2 separate regions of the Gossypium hirsutum genome follow, and region 1 is linked to region 2. A link is a contact called in public Hi-C data. All regions are on one chromosome and are shown on one strand. Each heading gives the region's core, a stretch centred on a gene start, on an enhancer-like site or on the middle of the called end of the contact. The rest is flanking DNA. Distances are from core to core; before and after follow the strand shown.

What was found. Hi-C and Micro-C count contacts between places; a contact is called where the count stands out from the background.
Region 1: a contact with region 2 is called in a Hi-C map of leaf, with 1.6 times the contacts expected there. The contact joins the promoter of LOC107922251 here to the enhancer-like site in region 2. A contact is called at or near these places in 6 of 34 Hi-C or Micro-C datasets (hypocotyl and leaf).

The regions. Positions count from the first base shown.
Region 1 is chrD01:44,523,428-44,528,636 of Gossypium_hirsutum_v2.1, reverse strand. It overlaps LOC107922251 (protein VAC14 homolog), which reads right to left and starts at 3,416. Exons shown (of 19, transcript XM_041087809.1): 1 at 3,027-3,416; 2 at 2,805-2,918; 3 at 2,636-2,701; 4 at 1,319-1,408; 5 at 1,110-1,229; 6 at 991-1,019; 7 at 732-874; 8 at 554-648; 9 at 234-320; 10 at 1-29. The coding sequence starts at 3,116.
Region 2 is chrD01:44,377,256-44,382,529 of Gossypium_hirsutum_v2.1, reverse strand. No RefSeq gene overlaps it. Among protein-coding and RNA genes, the nearest start is that of LOC121214219, 11 kb to the left of the region's middle. Within about 2 kb of position 2,864, at least 7 of the 9 cell types and tissues checked have an H3K27ac peak or open chromatin away from gene starts, as enhancers often do. A contact at or near this core is called in hypocotyl and leaf, where this site is marked.

The DNA of each region.
Region 1 (5,209 bases), core at 2,167-4,666, 150 kb before region 2:
TCTCCACCAAGTTTTACAAATTCGTTTATCTGTCCAGGGCAAAAATTAGATTCAATTTCTATGATGTAAAGGTACCAGATGAAATAATCAGTCTAAGAGTAGCAAGAAAAAAATATCATAGTATGAATATATAAGTTAACAAGAGGAAGAATCCATTATCAAGATTATTTTCCCCTTTCCTGCTTTAAAATTATTCCCGTATCTATGGCAACATAAAGTCAAATTCCACTCACCCAAGTGATTGCTGTTAACCGAGTAAATTCATCAGGAGAAGCTGCCCTTTGCACCAGTATTTCAGCCATGCGACCATAATCTACAGACTTCAAGAGTAGCACTGCTCGAGTCAGAAAATTACAAATGAACAAAATATTTTTTCATGAGAAATACTTTTGATGATATATAATAAATCCATAACCTTGTTCAGTACAAATAATGAGGTAATCAATCATGTTATTACCATAAAGATTTTAGAGAATCTTAGCATAAGGATCTTTAAGACAAATGGCCAAGAAGCCAATCCAACAGTCAAAGAACATGTTAGTAGAAGTCTTACTGGGGAGTTTTTAATCTCTTGGAGGAACTCTGAAAGTGCTGAATCAGCTTGTTGCCGTATTTCAGGACTAGAATCACTTAACATATTAAACAAACCTGAAAGTTATCAAGATCTAATTAATTAAAATAATTCTCATCAGGAAGTGGTAAATTGGTTTAAGAGACCAAGATTTTATTACCATCAAGAAAATCAGGGAGGAAACCCAACATGTCAATATCTGGAACACTGTCCAGTACAGTTATCCAGCCAACCAAAAATTGGCGAACATAGGGATTCAGGACATTCATACGCTCTCTCAGTAATGGTATAAATTCTTCAATACTGAAGGCAAAGCAACCATACAAATAACATTACAAAGATGGTTCCCAGAAAATTCAAATGAGACTTCTAAATGAAACAAGATTCAAGAAGTGAAATTGGAAGGGAACAAAGCAGACCTGAACTGGTCACTTTCAGTAACAATGTCCTGTTTCACATTGTAAAAATAGAAGGGCAATAAATTCTCATATTTCACATAATTAAATGCCAACATTTAGATGAGGTAGCAATTATTAACCTTCACGAGCCTATCTAAAAGGTGAGCAGCACTCTGTACATTGGCATCAGAATCAGCCGATAGCTTGCATAATGCATCAAATATTTGATTAAAGAATATGATGAGATCTCCTCGGACAACCTGTACAGCAGAAGACAGCATATCCCATCCACTATTAGTAAAGAAGACATGAAATGATTAAAAAAAAAAGTAAACAAGTCTCCTTTCACCTTTGCAATGTTATATAGTGCTTCACAAGCATAATATCGTACTCTGCTGTCTTGGTCAGAAAGAGAATTAAGCACTGGCGGCACAATTTGCTAGCAGATTCAATCACAAGAAAATCAATCACTAAATTATATACAAAAGAAGAGGAAAGAAAAGAGGTTAACTAAATAAACATCTAACCGTGAAAAAATAACTGACACTTCTTAATAAAGACAAAATAATCACAACATTTTCTCATTTTACTTCATATTTCTGCTTGAGAAAGAATAAAACTTCAAACAACGTTAATCCCTTCTATGTGCCTGAAAGGACCTAAAGTCTTAACTCATACCCCTATAGCCTGTCCCAGCCCAACACCCACATTCTCTCCCCCACAAGACTAAAACGGAAAGGGGAAATATAAATATCACTATACCCAAGCCAAGCTACATAAGTGGCAGAGAAATCCACCAATAGATGCAGTCTACTACAATGCTTGAAAGCTTTTTAATCAACAATTTATAATCATATCAGCTAATAATGAAAAGAGTTCTTATAACAGGAACAACAAACCAAAGTAAGAGGTCAAATCGAAATAACAATATTTAAGAACTTGGCCAATAATGTTATTAAATGTGCATCAATGTCTAATTCAACCTTCTAATTTTTCCAATTCTTTTAGAAGCTCATGCAAGAGTAATGAAGAACTGATGAAAGAGCTCACATGTTCACATTAGACAAATAAGAAAATACATCAATGCATTACCAATTACCAACAAGGGGCTAAAAAAATTATGGCAACTACAGCATCATCCAAGCAGTTTTCTACAACTTATACGACAAATAGAAACGGGCTAAGCCTAAAATAGTAACACCATGCAAGCAATCATGATAACATTTGTTCAATAAAGCAACCTTTGAATACTAGAAACTTTCAAAAGTCAAACCAAGTCAGTGAGATGACACTAAATTATATTCCTTTCAGATTTCATTAAAAGCGAGCCCTAATTTCCCATGTATCCCCAACTCCCTACCAGAGACACAGAAGTCTGAAGGTAAAAAACTAAAGTTTATTAAGTGACGAAAATCCCATATCTTATGTCAGGTAATAACTAATAAGGCACACCAAATGTATGCCTAGTGTAGTTGTCTCCTTATTAACAAACACCAAACCTGCCCTAACAACCCTAAAACATTACAATTATAGAGCAATAGTCCATAAACCTTGAGATGTAATTCTCGGTTCTTGAATATCAATGCCATGGTAAACACTGTTCTACATGCTTCTAAAAGGTTTAAACGTGTTAACAGACTCAAAATAAAGCCAAACTAGTGCTTACCTCAAGATGTTGCGCGGCTTCGGAAGTCAACCCAACAGTGGCAGCAGCCAAACCAATCAATCCTCCCTACATAAACAGAAGACCGGAATTTAACAAGACCGAGCCAAAATTCAAATCAAATTAATAGTGAAAGTGAGAAAAATCACAAAATTATTCATCATCCACCAACCTTACGGTGATTGGCTTGTGGAGAGTAGGTAAATTCCTTGGCCAACAATTTGATCACCGCCGATATCTTCTCGTGATCTCCCGACAACGCCAGCTGTTTCACAATTCCTTCAACCTAGAAGTAGTTATTATAACAAAAAAAAGTTAAGCAATTTGATCACTGAAAAAAAAGAGAGCTGCAAATTAAATTCCACGGAAATTCAAAAAAGAAAGGAACAAAAACCTCAAGGGCAGCATTCTTGCGTTTCTCGTACAGCTTGTCGGAAAGATTACGGAGAACTGATGCCGGAATCACAGAAAGCGCGTCGGCCATAGCAGAAATTTAAAAAAAAAACACACCTTTTTTCGATAAAATCAAATTCGTTTCCTGATCTTCTCAAATTCGAATCTGAACATAGTTTTTTTCTTCTATATTTTCTTTTCCCTCCCTTTTGGTCTATTTAGGGTTTGCGGTTTGTTTTCTGGACCGGTAAATGAAAATCGAGGGGAAAAACAGATCTGGAGAAATTTTGCAGAAACGAATAGTTTTTTTTTTCCAAATAAATGCGATCGGATTTTCAATTTCCTTTCTTTAATTTTTATTATTTGAATGTTTTTTAACAAACTAATTTTCAAATCACTTTTTGGGAATTTGGATTGTGTCGTTTTTAGTTTAGATAAATGGAGAAAGGGTGTCGAAAGTGACGTATTTAAATGAAATGTCCAAATCAACCTTCCCATATATGGTATTTACAGCTACAAGCCGAGAGACTCAGAACGACATAAGGGTGAGCATAAAGGTGAAATTGGAATTTCATAATGTTAGAAAAAGTGCTACTTTTTCACCTAATTCTACTAATAATTACTTATCTTTAAATTAGATTGAATGTCTATTTTGCCTCCAGTCCCTGTACCTTTCAGAGTTTTAAAATTTAATCCCATAATTTTAATTTCATGAACTTAATCATCTATTTTTTGATTTAAAAATTAAAATTAAAATTCAATTGGTAATCAATTAAAAAAAAGGGTAAAAGGCATTGTAACCATGATAGCAAAAGTTTGAGCATAGTGTAAGAACCGAATTTTTTTTCTCTTTTCAAAGTGTTTTCACTTTTTCATCGTTAACCTTTTAATAGAGTTAGGTAACTACCCGGTAATCACCTTTCTCTTCCATCTTCTAAATCATCTATAGTTTTTTTCTTCAATTCACAATCTATCTTATGATAATTATTTCTTCCTTGATTCTCTATTTCCTTGAAGATCTTCTAATCATTTTATTTCCAAGAATTTAGTGTTTGTATTTTACTTGGATTTTTCTTGACTTTCTAAGAAAATCATTTTTCTCCACATCCTTTCTTTAGTCCCTTGTGTATTTCGCATATGTTGCATGCATGTAGATGGGTGATTCCCGAGTGTGTTTTATTTCATGATTTTGCTAGCATTTTATTTCTTGTCTTCTAATTTGTTGTCCTTTGTTATACTCAATAGAATTCCACTATTTGACCTTCTAAGTCATTTCAATAGTCTCTTCACTAATTTGAAATGAGGAGATCGTTCTCTCTTTAAGACAAGGAACTTTGATACTATTTATATATAGTCTTTGAGAAAAAGAAAAGTCATTAGACTTTCTTTACGTAGTACTCGAAATTGTTCTACATTGATTAATTCAGAACCCAGACCCTAAGGACGTTATCTGGTTACACCATGATTTACCCTGAGGCGGAGCCTCCAATGGTACCCCTCCTATATGCATGACTTTAGTCCAACAGCGATCCACAATCTCCTCTCCATCTGGCTTGGTCTCTCCTCGAAGTCCTTGATCAACCTTTGCAAATCCTACGAACATAAACCAACCACTTGTAAGTTCAAATGAACTTAGTGAGTTCCTTCATTAGGTCATACATAAATAAACCCTGTCGTACAAGGGTAATAATCGTAAAATGAACTAAACATAAATACTCTCTGCTCACTCAAAGCGAATATTCTTTATCAGGGTGGAGGACTCCACCTGTTCCTCCGAGCTACTCTGCTCACTACAACACTTCCCTCTGGTCGAGCTCTCCACTCGACCATATGCCAAATACCTCGTGATGGACATCGAAACCACCAAATATAACTTCCTACGCTCAAACTTAATTAAATAATAGTATAGAGTAGTAGGGTTGATCCTACATGTACTGGATTCCTAATTTTCCTATTTTAAGTAACCAGATTCCTAAGTCTAGGTAATTGTCGTACCCACGACCTATGCATTGCAGAGCTGAAAAAAAAAGAATAAAAGTGGAGATTTTAGTTGATAAAGAAAATAATATATATAATATAATAATGATTGCAAAATAAAATTAAGGAAATTAAATTAAATCGATGAATCAAATATATTAATACTTAGCCTCAGCCTTGATACACTCTGAATTCGTATCGATCCTT
Region 2 (5,274 bases), core at 1,615-4,114:
TATCATGAGTAAAATTTTCTTCTCTAATGCTCCACCTCACAAGGTTAGTAGGTGAGTAGATAAGCATATAATTTCATCCCATTTCATGAAACATTACTCAATAAGCAATCATTATACATATCATCCATCATGCGTTCAATTAATACCTTTTTCATTTTAAACACATACACCAACATTTTCCATTCCATCTTATAATAACATAAACCTTTTCATTTACATACATATTCAAATTAAACCTTCATCACCCGTTGAACCAAATAGAATATCATCGGATACTTGAGAACTGCTCACACGAGTTGTGACTGTAACCTGCAATCATATATGCTCACACGGGATGTTAAATGGGTCTTCTCACACAAGCTGTGGGTCAAGGTGTTAAGCTATACGATGCTACTCACATGAGCTGTGGAGAATCCACAACAAATGCAGGACCTCAGCCATCAGTAGAACATCCAAGACCTACACTCGAATCCATATAACCTCTAATGGCATGTCATTTGTATCCTAAGTATTCTCGAGGGTCAAACAGGACATATTCCATATTAATTCCTTTAAATTCTTTCCATTATACCTTTTCTAATATAAACATTCATGAAACTCACATTTTTCACAATTATTCATCAATTGAAATGACATTACAATTTAATCCAACTTACTAATTAACAAATTTGTATTCAATAAAAGTTATACAAAGAATAACCTTAAACAATCATCTATCTAAAATGGAAATTAACAAGTTTACCATTATATGAACTTACCTCGCTACAACAGTTGCAAAAATAGAATCGACAACTAATCCAATACTTTAGCTTTTCGTCGATTTAAATCTGATTGTTGTGTTTTTTGATCTAAATAATAATTTCATTTAAATAATACCATTTCAGCACTTAAATAAGCAATTTTACACAATTAAGCCCTTACACGTCACTTTTACAAAATTACCAACTTTTATACAATTTAGTCTCTAAACTCAAAACTCACAATTTAACCATAATCATTGAAATACCATGCTAAATAATTTTTCATAGGGTCCAATACAGTCCATATTTTCATTATTTCACCATATTTTCCTTAAAGTTTACCATTCATATAAATAAGTCCCTAAACCTTAAAATCATCAAAAATCACTTAACAAAATAAGTCTATTTAACAACCAAGCTTTCAATCTACCATAAAATTTCAAAAACACATCAATGGCATAATCTATAACATTTAACAGTTTTACAAATTGACCCCGGGTTAGCTAGATTAAGTTAATACGAACTCAAAAACATAAAAATTACTAAAAATGGGACAAAATACCATACCATGCATGTGAATTTAACCAAGGCCGAAAGCTTCCCTCCCCTTTCAATGGTGTTTTGGTTCAACAAGGCAAAAATGAGGAAGATGACAACTTGATTTTACTTAATTTACATTTTTATTATCTATTTACCATTTTACCCTATGTTATTAACTTAATAATTAACAAAAACATGTCCATAATTGTCCACTATCATTATGTATGGTATAATTACCATCTAAGTCCATTAATTTAACATTCTATAATCATTTGACCCTTTTAACTAATAGAAATCAACTTTTATATCTTTTACAATTTAGTTTTTTTTACTTAATTAACTAACTAAAAATTAAAATTTTTAACCAAATTTAAATACAAATCTAATAAATACACATAAATATTAAATAATTAATAAAATACTAACTCACTCATTGGAATCGTGGTCCTGAAACCACTGTTTCTGATACCACTGCAAACGGATTGTTACATCGTCCATTTTAAAATTTTTGTTAAGTGTTATGGTATCCTATATTCGGCTTCAATAAATTGGGCTGGGTATAGCGTGTTACAAAGAGCTATTTTAGCACTAATCTTTTATTTCATTTCTTCGACCTTTACATTCTTATTAAACCTCATTCCTATTTTCTAACGAGATTCAAATACACAATCAACTACTATTTATAAAATTACTCCCTCAAAATGAACGTATATGAAGAATTGATTATTCATCTTCGATACAATATATATTTTCTCTTATCCTACTAAACACAAATCTTTCCTTATTTTTTCTCTCTTGAACAGATTAAAAAAAAAGTTCAACAAAAACCGAAACTCATACAAATGTTTTTGACGGACTAATGGCGTATATATATTGGGTGGTGTCACTTGATGGTGTCACTGGACCATCGGTGCCGCCTGACACACCGACTGCACCAATTTTTTTTTAAATTGACACCAATGTCGCCTAACAGACCGATGACACCCATTAAAAAAATTAGTTTTTCTCTTTTTTTCCTCCCTGAATACTCATATTTTAACGGGTATTTTAAAAAATATATACTGGTTCCACCTAACACATTGGTGGCAGCCAAAAGTATATTTTTTTTTAAAAAAGTCGATGATTGGCTAATGATGAGAGGGAGGTGTCGCCGGTCTATCAGGCAATATCGACGGTCATTGTAGATTTCAAATCATTTTTGTATATCATTTTTCACTTGAATCATTTTCATAATTAATTAATTAATTAAAGTTATTTAAAAAAAGCGTTTGTACACATTTTGAAAACACATATTCAAGATATCTTGTCCATTTGCAAATAATGACCAAAACAATAATTAGCGAAAAATAAAAAGCCATATAAAACAGACTAATTGATTTTATTTTTGTTGTAAAATTATGGTAGCCAAACCAATTAAGATATAACACAGAATACTACTGGCTCTGCAAAAGGTGTTGGTGGGGTGACGTGAAAAGTCTTAAGGAGTCTATCCAGCAAGGCGAACACGCCGGCGTTGAACTACAACAACGAGGAGATCCCATCTCCGCTGCCAACGTCACCTTATCAGGGGACCGCTCATAGTAACCGATGGAGCATTTGGAAAGACTGTCTCCATATACCTCCTCGCAATACCACTCCTTGACAACATACAACTGACTCTCTTGATTAAAATAAATAAAAAATTAATTAATATATTTTTAATATTTTTATCTATATTTAACTTTTTTATTAGTTATTGACGTGGCAACAGCATCACTTTAACAATAAATACATATGAACTATCATGCAGTATTCTAGTCAGCAAATAAAGACATTTCTTTTCATCCAATTCTGATATTTTTATCATAATTCAAGGGTTAGATTAAATAATGCGCGAAAAAAACGAAAACATTTTTTTTTCTATATATTTTGAGGGCATAATTTTTTTCTACCAATAATAAATTATGGGGGTTCTTTTTTATAGATATATCTATAGACTATATATAAAAAAGCCCAAGTCTCCAGGTGTTACGTTATTACTTATTATCTCTATTCAAAGTTATTATAAGATGGCAATTAAATGGTACGTAACAGAAATGGAGAGTTCACCGGAGATAAGAAGGGAAAGAAAGAGAGAAGAACAGGGAAGAAGGAGCAGGAGAGAAGAGATAATTAGATGAGAAATTCAGTCATGTATTTTCACAATCATCCTTGCCATTTGTTTGGGGGCTAAATAGCAAAATAATGGATTCAAGACAACTGTACATTCCAACTAGTAGGATCCGTTTCATTAAACTGTCCTAAGGGTTGCAAAATGTATCGTTTTGCACCATAGCCTTCCCCACCCAACCAAAACACCCCGTTTTATTTAAATACATTGAAAAGCACGATTACAATTGAAAAATGCAATTAACGATAATTAATAGAATTTTAAAAGTGGTAGACCCTTGTTTGACTTTCCTTTCGTCCCATAACAATTGCCCACTACTCGAATTAGATCCTTGTCTTCAAGGATCAAAATCTGGAAATTTCCATTGGTGCTCCTGTAGGTTCTCCCAAGTAGAGTCTCCAGCAAAGGTATTACCCCATTCAACTAGTACTTCAGTAGCAGCATGATTCCCCTTTTTCACCATTCCACGGTCTAGAATTCTCACTGGCTCCTTGAGTAGTGCCCCATCAGTACCAATTAAGGGAAGGGTAAGAGAGGAAGGAGCTTTACGAATGTGTTTTTTGAGTTGAGACACATGAAAAGTATGATGAATTCGAGCGCCCACTAGTAGAGCTAATTTATAGGCAATCGTTCCCACTTTAGCTTCCACTGAAAAAGGTCCAAAGAACTCAGGGGAGAGTTTTTGGTTCTTTAACTTTCTCACAGTATGCTGCCTATAGGGTTGTAGCCTTAGATACACCAAATCACCGCATTAAAAGTTTGATTAGACCGCTTTCGATTAGCTATCTGATTCATCCTCTCTTGTGCTCTTTTGAGATGAAATTGCTATAGCTTCCTGGCTTGCTCACAGTTTGGAAGACTTTGATCAACCGTTGCTACTGGTGAGGATCCAACGAGATAGGGAATGTGTAGTGAGGGGCTCTGACCATATAGCGCCTCATAGGGAGTAGTCTGAATAGCCGAGTGATAGGTGGTGTTGTACCACCATTCTGCTAGTGGTAACCACAATAACCATTCCTTAGGGCATTCACCTATCATAAAATGCAAATATCCTTCCAAACAACGATTCAAAACCTCTGTCTGTCTATCTGTTTGAGGATGGCAAGCAATTGATAAATGCAGTCTAGTCCCCATCTGTTTGAACAGTTCTTGCCAAAAATTACTAACAAAAATTGTCACCATCTAACAATATAGACTCTAGGGCTTCATGCAATTTGTAAATATGCCTCATATAATCCCGAGCAACAGTCAGTGCTATGAATGGGTTAGCAAAGGCCAAAAAGTGCACATATTTGGTTAACCAATCCACCACTATAAGGATCACATTTTTGCCTTGAGATTTTGGAAGACCTTCTACAAAATCCATACTAATGGCCTTCCATGCTCAATTCAATATAGGGAGGGGTTGTAAAAGCCTTAGAGAAGCAGACAAATTAGCCTTACACTTTTGACAAGTAAGGTATTCCTAGTCCACATCTTCACATCCCTGGACAAGCTCTTCTAGTAGACTAATCTTGATAATCGGTGCCTCATAACATGTACACCCGAATGACCTCCCATAAGGCCACTGTGAAAGTACTCAAACAACTTTTTTCTAATATCAGGATCATTACCTACAATTGCCTTCCCTTTCCTTCTAAGCATTTTTCCATCCCACGAGTATTTGGGATGGGAATGGGATTGGGGGTCCCGTTGAAGTTCCTGACATATTTTACAAGTGTGGATTAGTGAGACATGATTCCTTAATTCGAGTCCACATGTCTGGCCACGATGTGCTGCTGATGCATTGCAAAAACTGCCCTTCATGAACCATTCGAGACAAGGTATCATCCACCTTGTTTTGGC